Linked DNA regions of Mus musculus: region 1 is linked to region 2. A link is a contact called in public Hi-C data. All regions are on one chromosome and are shown on one strand. Each heading gives the region's core, a stretch centred on a gene start, on an enhancer-like site or on the middle of the called end of the contact. The rest is flanking DNA. Distances are from core to core; before and after follow the strand shown.

Region 1 (2,700 bases), core at 157-2,656, 130 kb before region 2:
AAAAATTAAAAGCAAAACAAAGTCCTAAAACAAATTTTTGAAGCAATTTAAAATCCAAAGGACTAAGATATTTTTAATTTATTCGTAATTAGTTTGTAGATTGGACCTTACTGAGACTCCAAAATCAGTAGCAGACAAAGGCGATTTCAATTACGAGGAACAAGCCAAATGCAATTCGTTGTTTTTGCTAAATTTTGCTTCTTTAAAACACATCTCTTAGCTATAGGTCCTATTTTATATTAAGAGAGGATTATACAGCAAGCATGGCAAGTGACTGTAGAGCAAAGAACTTGTTATTTGTTTATTATTGTGGTTCCCTCCCGCCAGGCCACCACTTTTCTGATAGATGGTAATCTATCAGACTAATGGGCTAAGGCAGGTTAGCTCCTTAGGGCCTGGAGTCTTCCCTGATCATGGCTGATAGACAGTCTACCCTCCCTTTCTTGCACCTCATGGTAGATGTGTAGATGTCATATGTGGGCAGCTGGATTTTGCTGTCCAGGTTTCACCAGCAAGTAACTCCAAATTGCTCCTGCTATAGCTCTATGGCCTGTGACGCCTTCCTACAGTTATAATAAAGTAATTCTGCAAATCTCACTTTGCAATAACCACAAGATACAGAAATTGCATTAAGCTGATTAGGCGTAGTCATAAGAAGTATTCAGAAAGGTTAGCTGGATATAGTGGATGCCGTAGTTAGAATAAGATAAAAAAATCACTTCATTAGCTGGGAGTGTTTTCTCATTGGTAACACCCTATATTAAGGTGCCACTTATGAGCAGTTTATTATTATTTATTAATGTGTGAGGCACTTTATAGAACACAAGATAACAACTTAAATCCATGTATTAAAGATGCACATACATGGTTTAATACGATTTACGTCTTACAATATTCTTTAAAGCAGCCTCCCATAGTGTCATCCGTTAAACATTTATTACTAATGCATTTTATAACATGCTTTATAATGCATTATTTGGGAAAATAGCAGCATTTAGTGATTATTTCATAAATAAGAATAAAGCACTTATAAATGGCACCTTAATTTAGAGTGTTACCTTCACATTACCAGAGTGTTGCTCACTATCCATCTCATTCAGGGATCTTCTCTAAAGGCAGTGCTTAATAAAATAGACACTATGTTCTATTTTCCCTTCATCTGATTAAAAGGTTACTGAGTCATTTCCTCCATCTGCTTTCAGAGGTTGGTAGCTCAGGGGGCTTTGGTCTTCTTCAGTCTGATGAAACCACACATTTGTTTCAAGGCTATTTCTGAAAAGGACAGTAGCAAATCAGAGAGCAACCTACCATGTTAGGAAGAGCTTGCTGCTTGGAGTCTTTGTAAAATTCAATTTTTCGACCAGAAAGAACAATCCAGGAAGTAGACCAGTTTTTCCTTAGGGGAGAAAGAGATGAGTGCGTCATGATTTGGAAGAACACCCAGCAGCCACATCAGAGACTTCGTAGTGAGCGCAGACTATTTTTTAATGAAATTGTCTAGAAATCTATTTAACTCTGGTAAGTGGTTAAAAACAAATTCAGATAATAATAAAATCACTGTAGAATTTAAAAATCCGTGACACATAAATAAAATTTTCTCAGCATGTAAATTTGCCTTGATACTCTTTAAGTAATCAGTGTCCATGTTTTGTATACCCACACGTGTGCCTTTTCCCAGGACAGAAGCTGTAAGGTAGAAGTGTGGGAGGCCACACCATCTCTCCTTTTCATCGATGTAGCACATCTCAGGATCTGAGAGACTGACCAGATCACCCATCATTCTTTAAATCAAAATGCGCTTGATACTTACCAGCAATCAGAGACTTACAAGGGGGAAGAGCGGGATGCTTTCCCTCTTTCCCAAGTGCCAGAAAGAAAAGAACCAACTTTAGATAACATTCTCTCATATTATCTCTTCTGGAGTACCATTTAACAATATATTTTCATGAAATTTCAAACATTTATATATTACTTTTGCCTAGCTATGCTTATATCTACAAATTTAAATTTATCTTAAGTGGTTTTCAGGTTTCCAAGGCTCTGACCATTAATGTGAATGACACATTACTTGGTAATTATGATGTTAAAGTACAAAAAAAAATGTTACTCAAAATGCAATTGTCCATTGGAAGAATGACCCCTCTGTTTAAGAATACTGATGTGGGAATATTTTAATGTTGCCCATAACATATACTTTACTCCATGCTATGCAATTTACTTAGGACCATTTTAGCCTAGCTTATCCCCTCCTGATTATTAATTCCATCCATCAGAAGTCCAAATATCACTTCCCTCAAAGTACATCCATGACATGTTGGATGATGAATTAAAGAAAAAAGCTTCAAATGTTTCCATTTTCATTGCCTTCATTAAAATGCAACCCCCCCCCAGGCAAAGAGATCATTTCAACATTATTGGGATATTTTCAGAGCCTAGAGCACAGAGACCTGGAGAGTCTAGGAGCTAAAGGGACATTTATTTAACCAATGAGCACTTTGGCTGGGGAAAGAGTCTCTATGTAGCTATAGTTAAACAAGGTGGTGAGAGCTTTTTCCTTCCCTTTGTATTTCTTAGTCCTTAACTTAACATACTATTGCTTCTTAGTTAGTGTGTGTATCAGTGTGGGGAAAGGTTTTCTTTCATATGTGGAAAACTATCAACAAGATTGACATGCACAATTTTCTACTCAATAGATTCTAT
Region 2 (2,787 bases), core at 267-2,766:
TCCCTTCTCCTTCTCCTCCTCTCCCTTATACTCCTCCTTTTCCTTCTCCTCCTCCTCTCCCTTCTCCTCCTCTTCCTCTTTTCCCTCCTCCTCCTCTTTCTCCTCTTTTTTCTTTTTCTCTTCCTCTTCCTCCTCCTTCTCTTCTTTCTTCTCCTCCTCCTCTTCCTCTTCTACTTCCTCATCTTCTTTACCTCTTCTTTCCATGGTCTATATCACTTCATTCATTTTTCTCTCTCTTTATTTCACCTTTTCAGTCTGCTGTTACAGTGTGTCCGCAGCCCCTTTGAGCCCATGTGAAGTATATAGCTCAGTTCCGGTTTTGAGTTGTCCAAACGAAATAATGATTTAAAGCTCAATTTTAAAAGAACAGAGAACATTGAAGAATAGCAGCCCAGATTGCTTCAGTGATATTTAGTGGGTGCCAAGTGTAGACAGACTTGTAGACAAGTTCAAGGAAAGCATGCGAGGCTGCTCCAGCTATTATCTAATGAAGGTAGGATTCTATGTCTTGTACAAAAGAAAATCCAAAGTACCAGGGGATTTGACATATGTGCAAGGTTGTGTGTGTGTGTGTGTGTGTGTGTGTGTGTGTGTGTGTGTGTGTGTAAAGAGAAATATAAACTTGGGCTATGGCAAACATTGACAGAGTGAACTTTGGGACTCAGAATTGCAAAGATTTAGTTAGCTAGGAACCTGTCATCTTGTCCCTCGTGGTCTCAAAATGGTTGCCATGCTTCCTGCTTTCATGTATGAGCCCCTCACCAAATACCAGGCACATAAGCCAAAAAACTTTTTCAAATGTCCCACAGTGACAATTTTGCTTTTGTCTTTGGAGCCCTAACATGTGACACTTCTAGATGGGCCCATCGAAAAGCTCAAAAGAAAACACAGATCTTGTTATATAAGAAGATGGGATAATGATGAGGTCATTGTCTGGGAGTGCCCAGAATAAAAGATTAGGTAAGATTTAACCTTCCTGATGCATTAATGAGCTTACATTCCTCTTAAATAATGTAATTGTTTTATGCTACAGATCAGAAAATCCACAAATATTACAAAAAAAATCTATTGTCAACCACAGGCAACCAAAACGTGCATAATTAATGAGAACCTAACTCTGCTTGTCTAGTGTATGCAAATCTATTCATATAGACATGTAGGTGTATCGATATGTGTGCACGAAGTCACACACACACAGCTTGTGGAAGTGAAGCCAAGTGCTTCATTGGAAGGGGGTGTGGCTCAAGGCTGTTCCAGTCACTAGATCTTCATTGTTAACAGTAGTGTGTGCCAATCTATGTTGACAAGCCCTTCTAGTGCATAAGTTGCAGGTACCTTCACGGTGCCACCTAATACTTCAGGGACGTAGCCCCAGAGTTACACTTGAGACTACAGAGCTGATATCCAGTGGTGAGAAAGACGAACACGTGAAGTCATACCAGAGTTCTTCAGAACAGGGAGCTGCAGGGAGGTGCCGCCACAGTGCAGGCCTTCTGTCCCCCTAACTCCAAGCTCTGTCTGCTCTCATCTCTTAGACTTAACTGTATGGCTTTATAGATTATCTGCAGTCTCCGAACCCTCCCTCTGTTTCATTGATTTCTTGATTTCTAGAACAAAATCCTTCAAAGATAAGAAAGATCGGATGCAAACGTTAATGCATCTGGGAAATCGAGGAATGATGCCTATCGGGAGACTAAAGAAATGTCCCAGCAGCGAAATATGCAAATCCACCAGAACAGCCATGCTCCAGTCAGTTTTCTTTGTGATTTGGCGCCACCTTGTGGCCATTACAAGAATCAGCGTAAATACTAATGATGGGACCTCTCTGGGGTTTTAACTAACTAGAATGTCCTACGTTGAGGCAGCAGTTCTCAAAAGCCTCAGTCATGTGGCCCCGTAGATTATTGGCTATCCTAGCTCGGCTAGATTGGCCAAATATGGTGATGTTTGCCTGGGAAAAGCACAGGTAGATATTGCCCTTACGCAGCAGCTAAGCCTAATCAACAGTGTAGGTGAGCAGGTAGTACCAGCAGCTGACCATTCTCCAGACTCATGGACGGGACACACACAAGACCATGATCTTTTGAAGTCACTCTTCTTGCATCATACTGTCCCGAAATTAAGGGGAGTTTAAGTTGAGTGATCACAGGTTAAGCAAATGTTACCAGGATAAATTACTACTACTACTGCTACTACTACTACTACTACTATTACTAGCTTTCAAGCTTTAAGACGAATTAGTGACCATGGATGGACATGTGTGTTGTTTGTCTGCCAATGTTTCCGTGTGTAATTCCATTAACTCTTGTGTAAGATCAGTGCCATCTCTCAATGGCTTTGAAGTTGTCCCCAGTTATGGTCAATACTTGCTCCTTAGTGCTGTGACGTTCAGGGATGTGGTTGTGCGGAAGGATTGGGAGCAAGAGGGTTAAGTCACCAACCCTAATCTTATGGGCTATTGGGAGAGGATTGCGACTTAATAGATGGGACTTGATAAAAAACACAAAACAAAACAAAAACAAAAACAAAAAAACAAAACATAACAGTGGTTTGTTTGGGACATGGCCTTTGTGGCTTTTTGCCTCTGTGGGCACTTTCAAGAACTGGATATTTGGACATTTACTCCCCAAGAATCCGTGTGTCTGCTTGAGATTTCATTTAAATCACCCCTCCATCCATCTAGCCACGGGGCCATCCAGAGCAGGCACGCTGCCAGGGGTGTGTTCCCTTCAAGAGAGATATTTTTTCCCCCAGGGTAGGTTTGGTGAAGTATTGGAGATCTTGAAC

What was found. A called contact is a pair of places that touch in the nucleus more often than the background predicts.
Region 1: a Hi-C map of the N1E-115 cell line shows a contact between it and region 2, with 13 times the contacts expected there. The contact joins two enhancer-like sites. A contact is called at or near these places in 1 of 39 promoter capture datasets (hippocampal neurons), 6 of 15 datasets of contacts at CTCF or cohesin (CD8 T cells, the G1E-ER4 cell line, hippocampal excitatory neurons and 3 more), 155 of 484 Hi-C or Micro-C datasets (the 63-12 cell line, B cells, the Ba/F3 cell line and 85 more) and 12 of 115 datasets of contacts at active chromatin or transcription factors (the 230-238 cell line, CD4 single positive thymocytes, CD8 T cells and 7 more).

The regions. Positions count from the first base shown.
Region 1 is chr2:43,855,502-43,858,201 of GRCm38.p6, reverse strand. Arhgap15 (Rho GTPase activating protein 15) reads right to left here. Exons shown (of 14, transcript NM_153820.3): 5 at 1,309-1,396. Among named protein-coding and RNA genes, the nearest start is that of Gm39804, 69 kb to the right of the region's middle. Within about 2 kb of position 1,406, at least 1 of the 459 cell types and tissues checked has an H3K27ac peak or open chromatin away from gene starts, as enhancers often do. A contact at or near this core is called in the N1E-115 cell line, where this site is marked.
Region 2 is chr2:43,721,885-43,724,671 of GRCm38.p6, reverse strand. The region is part of intron 4 of Gm30374 (a long non-coding RNA gene); the gene reads left to right. Among named protein-coding and RNA genes, the nearest start is that of Gm30374, 6.2 kb to the left of the region's middle. Within about 2 kb of position 1,516, at least 26 of the 459 cell types and tissues checked have an H3K27ac peak or open chromatin away from gene starts, as enhancers often do. A contact at or near this core is called in the N1E-115 cell line, where this site is marked.